Linked DNA regions of Mus musculus: region 1 is linked to region 2. The links are chromatin contacts, called in public HiChIP or PLAC-seq maps. All regions are on one chromosome and are shown on one strand. Each heading gives the region's core, a stretch centred on a gene start, on an enhancer-like site or on the middle of the called end of the contact. The rest is flanking DNA. Distances are from core to core; before and after follow the strand shown.

Region 1 (4,326 bases), core at 521-3,020, 110 kb before region 2:
TCACTCTCATCCCTCTGCTCATTTCATATTTTTTCTTGGCTTGTAGGCTGCTGTCCTACCTCCACTGACCCAAGCATTTCTCCACTGAGTAAGGCTAATCAGCAATGATGAATGTGAGACCATATAAATGAGACCAAATTTATCTCTTTCCCAGCTTCATCTTGTTCTTTGGATCAAGGTTATTTCCGCTTCCTACTGAGAGTGGGAGGTTCACTTTCCTGTGTCTCCAAATGCCACAAGTGGTGACTGGATAGAAACCGCTACCTACCCATCTCTTGGTGGAATGGCAGGGCAGCCCCTCATGTTATTCACATTAGGAGTCATACCTAAGACTTCTGGAAAATTATAAAAATGTCCTAGTTTAAAATTCTATCTGTATTTAGTACATGTAATGTGAATGTGCTTTCCTGATCCTGCTACTTTAAGATAGATACTAAAATATTTAGATGTTTCACATCCATTCTAACAACAGAAGAATGACAACTGACCACCTGAAGATGGTTGGCTTTTCAAAACACTCAATAGCACAATGACCATAATGATCAAGGTCCCCCATCAGTACTCTAGAATTTCTGATTCCCTGAATACTGGAACAAAGTTATGATTGGTGAAATCTGTTTCCTGCATTGAGTCTTAGCTCCATGACTTGCTGCTCATGTGACACTGGGAAGATTCTAACAGATTTCTAACAGATAGCAGTTTTCTCACCTGCTACCAGGGCCATCTGTACTGTCCATTTCAGAGTTTCAGAATTTAAGTGAAACAATACGTGAATATTAAATTAATTATGAGAATTAGGTAGAATGCTGTCTTACATATTGTCATTAAGGAAAAAAAACTATTAAAACATTTTACTAACCACTTGATCTAATCTACCACATCCTTCACACTGGTTAATATTCTCAATTGGGATCTAGTCTCAATTATGGGAAATTATCCTTAAAATATTTCCCAACTATAGATTTTGGCCTCATTGCTTTTGGACATTCTGGATACATTTCTGCCAAGTATTCTTACCTAATTGATCCCGGTGGGAAAAATTTTCCTAGATGCGGTTCAGCTCTCCACATGAGATCCAACCCACAAAATCTGCTGTAGCTCAATCCTGTTTCCCAGAGGAACAGGAATAGGAGAGGGTGTGAGACCATAACCCCACCACAGAAGGAACGGGTTTATTATTAGCATCCTCTCTGAGCCCTCCATTCTCATGGTCATAGTCAGCTTTTCATGCATTCCCAGGCAGGATGATAATGATAGTGAGCAGTGAGCAAGGGGTCAATGCAAGTAAAGCTCCAGTGTCACCAGAGATCCTGATCTAGTAGGCGAGCTATATATTTCTGGGAGAAGTTTTCATCTTCCCCAACTTAAGGGAACTACAGGTGCTTTTTGTGTCCTGGGCAGTTGCTGGTTTTGAGCACAATCATGTGCTGACAAGGCTTGTGGCTCTAGTCATCTACAGCCATCAGAAGAATGTCTAGAGGGCCATTGGCGATGTGGACCTGGAGCCCTGCAGAGGCAGAAAGCTAAGCCAGTGAAGATTTCTGCCTAGGCCAAGAGTTTGTGTCATGTGAGCCTGGGGCTTAAATCACAGTTAGCAGAGTAATTTTGTTGCTTGTAGCTATAAGCACTCAGTGAATCCACCCAAGTACTGAAGCTGCATTAAAATCAAACATTTGTTCTTCACCCCAGCAGTCCTTCCTTCCCTGTCTACTTAGACCTTCATCTTTATTGGCTGTCTGAGCATTCTGTTTTCTTTGGCTTCTTGTCCTTACATTCCCCAGTCATGACTGCCACCCGCTTCTAACTTGAATGCAGGCTGTCTTCCCAGCTCTGATCTGTACACTCCAGGCATCAAGGCTGGGAACTCATACTTCAGCACCAAATGCTGGTACATCCAAGCAGATTTTCCCCTCAGTGTCTGGGCCCTGGGCTGAGGAACACAGCAGTCAGAAGTACAGTGCTCACGACCCTCACATCTGAGAAGAGCATGTTCCTCTCGATCAATATTTTGCTTGCACAGTATTGAAAAATCTGTTAAGATTTGTTCACCAAATTGAAATAAACTGACAGGATTGCACTATGCCTTAAACCTCAGGCATATTAAGCATTTGGATTCATTTTCATTAATATCTCATTTTACTTTAAAACATGTTTCACTTGATGATAGCATGTGATCAACACTGGTGACTGCGCTTAAGAATTACCACAACCCAGACTTTAAGTCCAAATAATGGAACTAAGCCTGCAAAATCCAGAGACTAGGAATGCAAATGCTGTCAAATGTTCCTTGCTCTTTTTCCGTTGGCTTTCTCCAAAAGCATGTGTGGCTTCCTGTGAGCCAGAGATGCACATGCGGGTCCTGGCAACACAGCTCTGTGCCAGACTCACAGGAGGCTCCGATGGGGCCTGGCTTCCCCCAAGTGTTCTCACCTGGCTTCTCAGCCAACTGCTTTGCTTTCCAGTTTTATTAGGGGATCCAGTTGGCAGCAAAAACTGTACTTTCCCCCGAATATTGAAATCATCTTTTCCACTAGCACATTATTCCCCCAGCATTTTAGAGAATACACTTAAGCCTTCTAAGTGGGTAAAAATAACTATCAGATGACAGAAGGTAAAGTCGGCTTCATCTATCATAAGTCTATGGAGATACATAGAAGATGCTGCTCAGTGCAAAGAAGGTAGGTGTTCAGGATCCTTAAGTTAGGAACACACAGAAACTTTTGTCCAAAATGGTGGAACTCAGCACCAGGAGCAGTACTGTAGTACCTTCCTTGAGCACTAAGGGTCTTGAGCATGGCCCAGCACTTTTGTGATATTTGGAGTCATGGAGAGAGAGAGAAAGACTGTGCATCATGGAAATAGCTCATTTGATTAAACATGCTTAAGGAATCCAGAGGTTGGTGTAATCTGATTGGCTCTTCTCCCTGAGACTAAATTTCTGGCCAGACTCTGCTGTCCAGCTGGACATTTCTCCATTCTTAAGTCTTCCTAGCCCTAGAAGGAACTAGACATCATCTGTGCTTTCTCATGCTTGTGCAACCAAGCCTTATCATGCAATAGCTTCCATTCAGTATCCCCTTGTTTTGGGTTCTCTAGAGCGCAGAGACAAACTGTGGGCAGGTACTGCACCATATTCCCTGAATTTTCAATGCCATCTGCGTTGCTTTAAAAATAGTCAATACACAGTAAAGGTTTCTTGAATTGAATGGAAAGGCTTAAATAACATTATTGTGTAATTCCCTTGCCAATAAAATTTAGATAAATATTTACATACTTTACAATATTGTTCACAGAACTTATGGGTATAACATTCATGAAGGAGGAACATGGCATATTGTCTGAGCAAATGTGTACTGAAACAGTATTTGAACACTTTCCTCCGCAGGCCTCTTGCTCCTGATTATGTGGAAGCTGGAAGTCTGTCTTGGTGATAGAAGTGGATCACAGTGAGAAGATAGGTGGAAACTGTAGCTACTACTGTAGCTATGTTACTAGACCCAGAATTTATAATATCAGAGGACTGATATTAGAAGTCCCAAAAATATGATCCTTGGAGATTTGTGAAAAAAACAAAAAAACAAAAAAACAAGAAGCTCTGTAACCCTGGGTACAAAGCAAAAAAGAAAACACATAATGTTTATTTGTGTCTGCCTTAAAAATAGGCTGGTTTGTTTCTTCCTGCATTACTGCTGAGTTTTGAAGATGAGTTCACATTATTGTTCTTTTATTAGGTTCTTTTATTTCTAAAAAGTAAATAGCTGGTCAAATTCTAGCTTCACCTTATATTCAAGACACCGTTGGAGTAAGAAGTTTGGTTTTACATGTTGTCATCTTTTTAGAGTTGGACACTATTCATATTTCATGTTGGACATTTTGTAAACTCGGTTGTGGCTTGCTTTAAGAGTATTGGTTGCTAATGTATGCATTTGATCACATGGAAAGCTGTTCTGTTTGACATCTTTTCTCAATAAATGCCTCATTATTATAGTGGATGAAAAACCAGCCAAATCTTTGCACTCCAGATGTATTATAAAAATCTGGAACATTGGACCAAAGGAAAAACTGGCCAACTCCAGCAAAGCTTTCCAAAATTCTCCTTTTAGTATTAATTTTGTAGAAAGGGACATGAAGTTTTACTTGTTTCTCATCCCACACCTCAGAGCACCGTCTTCAGTGTTAGATCCCTTTCGGTGTTTTTCAATTTATGTTAGAAATAGATTTATTTCTTGATTTTTTCTTACATCTTATTTGCAGACTTCAAACATTCAGATTAATAAAATGGTAAGTGGACTCCATCCATCACTCAATTCAACAGTGACTTATTGG
Region 2 (4,187 bases), core at 1,540-4,039:
CCCCAATGAAGCTCCTTGAACACACCCATCAAATGCCAAGTTGTCTATTAAGAAATGCATTCTTTTTCTGGATTAACTTATCAGTACTAATGTGGAACTGGGTGTGACAACCAAGAAAGTGAAGAAATTAGGGAGTCCTCATTAATTTTATAGATACCTCTGCTTATTAAATGATAACATCCAACATTGTGAAAACAAAACCAACAACATTCATTACAAAAATCTAATTACCCTGTCCTGTAGGCATTATTGCTTTCATCTTTCAAAAAGAACTGAAAACCGCAGGCAAAAAAACAAAGTTAAGAAAAAGTAGAAACTGGCAACCCTTCTAACTGCATCTCCATAAAGAACACTAGGATAATTCATTTGCTTTTAAGGTTAAACAAACTGGCTGGCCACAAGAGGGCCTACTCACATTCATTACAGTTTTGAAAATAAATCCCATCCTTCCACTGGCCATAGTAACCCCAAAGACTGGCCATGCCAATTCTCTCTTTAAGACCTAGAGCTAATTCAGATATGTAGGTCTCAAGAATTATCAAAGGCATTCATTCTTGAGTGACTCAAACCACAAACAGAAACCTATTGTCATCAGAAATGTGCTTTCATGCAAAAGGACTTCCTGCTGAGGAGTGAATTCATAACTGAAGGTGAAAAGTGAATGTGTGAACAAACAGGGATGGATAAAATCTCCTTCACCAGAGAGCCAGTGGGAACAGTGTTAGGTGTATAGAGTGCTTGCCCATAGTGTTCTGGGTTCAACACTAATGGGTAGGCAAAGTTACAGAGAGAAGAGACAGACAGGGAGATAGACAGATGGATAGACAGACAGAGAAGAAAGAAAACAGTTCCACTCTAGAGTACAATTTACAAAAAGTAACAAAAACATAAATGGAAAACTAAGAAGTACAAGGCACACTTTTAAAATTCTCTAAGATATTAAAGCAACTTCTTTTTTTTTTTTTGAATTTTCTTTTTTTTCCATTTTTATTAGGTATTTAGCTCATTTACATTTCCAATGCTATACCAAAAGTCCCCCATACCCACCCACCCCCACTCCCCTACCCACCCACTCCCCCTTTTTGGCCCTGGTGTTCCCCTGTACTGGGGCAACTTCTGCATCTTCTTAGTAATATGCATAATTATACAAGCAGTAACAGGTTAAAATCAGTACTTTTTATGATGTTCCAAACAAAAGGGTATGAACTCAGCAAGTCTCAAACTTTATTTTTTAATTACTTTATGCTGCTTCAATAACCTTGCAATGACTATGACCAAGACAGAGACTTTCTGAAAGTCTTTGTGTTCAAATTTACCCACAGACCTTATAGGTCATCAAGACAGAGTTCAAATCACAAATAATACCAGTATCTACAAATATAACAATGCACATGGATCCACTGATCAGCAAAGAAAACCACTGGGTCACACTGGTACTCTTCAGCCAGCCTCTGAAGCTGAAGGACCTTCCCATGCCATTACACGCATGGAGCAAGACCAGCAGGATCTTCTCCCAACAACTTTGCAAATGGAAAACAGATGCCTGCTCCCAAATGCCTGCTTCACCCATAAAAACACCCCACCTGGGTTGAGCTCTGAGCATGCATTTACGGACCATCATCATTTATCATTTCTCCAAACCCTCCTCGTTTTTCTTGGTGGACTTTTCCCAGCTTACTGACTCTAGTCCCCCATGTTGATCCAAGAAGCTTCTGTAGCACTTTAGGTTTCTATCTTACGACATTGCTGAATTTTGTGCCATTGCATAGTAGACTGATTTGTGATATATATTACAAATATGTGTGTATATATGTCTCAGTTAGGCAAATAAGCCCCTTAGGAGAGTCATTCTTTTTTTTCCCAATTGTTTATTAGGTATTTTCTTCATTTACATTTCAAATGCTATCCCAAAAGTCCCCCATACCCTCCCCCACCCTGCTCCCCTACCCACCCACTCCCACTTCTTGGCCCTGGTGTTCCCCTGTACTGGGGCATATAAAGTTTACAAGACCAAGGGGCCTCTCTTCTTAATGATGGCTGACTAGGCCATCTTCTGCTACATAAGCAGCTAGAGACACGAGCTCTGTGGGTATTGGTTAGTTCATATTGTTATTAGGAAAGCCATTCTTACTGCTCTACTAAATTGCAAAGTCTTTCCTAAACACTTTTTAAAATTTTAGCCATATTTTAAGATCTTTGACATATCAGCTCTTAATAAATTAATAAACTCAGGCTTTCAGAAATAACATGAGTCAAGGGTTAATTTTCTATCAGCAATTTTGGTCTTGTATAGTGGTAGCATCTAATATATATATATATTTTTCAATTTAATTGATCAATAAGAAGAAAAAGAAAGCAGACTATGAAGGAACAAAAGCTTCCTTTGACCATGAAATGATTCAAGTAAGGAAATCTTTTGCTGCTAAAAGCAAAACATTCAGAGTCTATTGAGTCACTGTTGGGGAGGGCGGGGGAAGTATCATGGTTAAAAACCTGTTCACATAAATAATGATTATAGATGTGTGTCTATCCCTTTGTCCCCCGGGACAGTAAACAGTCTCTTCCAGATTGCTGGGTGTGCTGATTTCTGTGGTTGGCTGCTGGTCTGTTCCAGGAGTTCTTGTCTGTTACTCGTGGCTTTCTTCCAGAACTAAGGTATGGTTACAGTATTGATGAACCTTGGGAGAATTAGTAATCCACCAAAAACTGAGTCACAGTGCTACTCCAATGACTGCCCGACCCTTTTCATGCTATGATTCATCTCAGTCCTTGCCATAACTGCACCAAAAACAGAGTAGCTTTACACAGTGGCAGGAGCCCGTGCTTTTCTCATCTAGGCTGTTAGAGTCCTGTGACTTTATTCTGAGCATATTGCCAGTTGGGGCCCTCCTCAAGCTCAGAGCTTCCATGTTATCAGCACGTCGAACCCATTCCTGATTAGTCATGCCCAGTCGTCAAGCCCAGTTAGACCGAGTTTCATGACTATTGTTTCCTGCCTAATATTTATGACTTGCTGAAACCAATTTATTACTTGTGTGTAAAGGAGTTTCTGAGTACTAGGAACTTGGTCTGCCTAATTACCACTGCTTGCTAAGTCCTAGAGGAGTACGTGGCACATAATAGCTACTTGGTCAAAATATGTCCAATAATTGGACACCAGCTATGCACCAGATTGGACCCCTTCAGAACACTGGGGCTTTGTGTGGGCTGGTGGTATAGGACTTGAAAAGAAAAAAGTCATCAGGAATAAAAAACCATAGGACTGAAGCATTCCCCAGCAGATAATCCTGTGTCTATTCACTCACGTGACTCTGGCACTGAGTAACTGGTATAGACTCTCCCTACCTTAAATTTACAGAGTATAAGATAGCATTCAAAAGGGAAGCGGACTTCAAGCTCTGAGTCACAGTGCACACATGATTCTGTTTGCTCAGGGGTGATAACTTGTCCTAGCACAGCACAGGTGTTCTGCAAACACCCAGTGAAAGGAATTGAACAAAGAAACCAAACAAACCTCATCTTTCCTTCCCCAGTACAAGTGTCTGGACCAACTGATTCAAAGTGATGTCAGTATCTTCTTTCTCTTCTCATTCCCCACACCCTATTCTGATCTTTATAATTCCTGCTGTGTATTTTGTCTTTAGGCTGAGTCTTCCAACCCTAAGGGTTATGCCAAACTCACCTTTGGCCTCTGGGGAAAGTGCTGAAACTTTCCTGTTGTTTCTGACAAGTGATGGACTGGGTTTATAGAAAATTTGAAATGAAGGACCTAGAAAGAGCAGCAATTCCCAATAATACAGTTTTCAAGGTATATTTTCTTCCAAACAATTCTTTTCAAAACCACTTTCAAAATACATTTATTTACTAATGTATTGATCTGTGTAGAGGGTGGGGGTTATAGGTGTCCTAGACATAAGTAAAAGTCATTCAAGCATCAGCCCCACCATGTGAGTCTCACAGATCAAAGTCAGGTCATTGAGATTGGCAGAAAACTTATTTATTGACATTTACCAGAGCCATCTCACTGGCCCCAAAGGGTCCTTTTCCTCTGACAGAATGCAAAAGTTATGGATTAGCATGACAAAGTTCAAGGAAGAATACAATCAATTTTTCAGTTAACCAAAGAACTGAGAGGACTGGAGAGATGGTTCAGTGATAGACAGGACTGGCCATTCTTCCAAAGGACT

The links. HiChIP or PLAC-seq counts read pairs in DNA pulled down with a chosen protein or histone mark.
Region 1: a contact with region 2 is called in a CTCF HiChIP or PLAC-seq map of the NIH/3T3 cell line, with 17 read pairs. The contact joins two enhancer-like sites. A contact is called at or near these places in 2 of 15 datasets of contacts at CTCF or cohesin (both in the NIH/3T3 cell line).

The regions. Positions count from the first base shown.
Region 1 is chr4:81,057,050-81,061,375 of GRCm38.p6, reverse strand. No RefSeq gene overlaps it. Among named protein-coding and RNA genes, the nearest start is that of Lurap1l, 150 kb to the right of the region's middle. Within about 2 kb of position 1,770, at least 45 of the 459 cell types and tissues checked have an H3K27ac peak or open chromatin away from gene starts, as enhancers often do. A contact at or near this core is called in the NIH/3T3 cell line, where this site is marked.
Region 2 is chr4:80,949,098-80,953,284 of GRCm38.p6, reverse strand. The region is part of intron 1 of Lurap1l (leucine rich adaptor protein 1-like); the gene reads right to left. Among named protein-coding and RNA genes, the nearest start is that of Lurap1l, 41 kb to the right of the region's middle. Within about 2 kb of position 2,789, at least 84 of the 459 cell types and tissues checked have an H3K27ac peak or open chromatin away from gene starts, as enhancers often do. A contact at or near this core is called in the NIH/3T3 cell line, where this site is marked.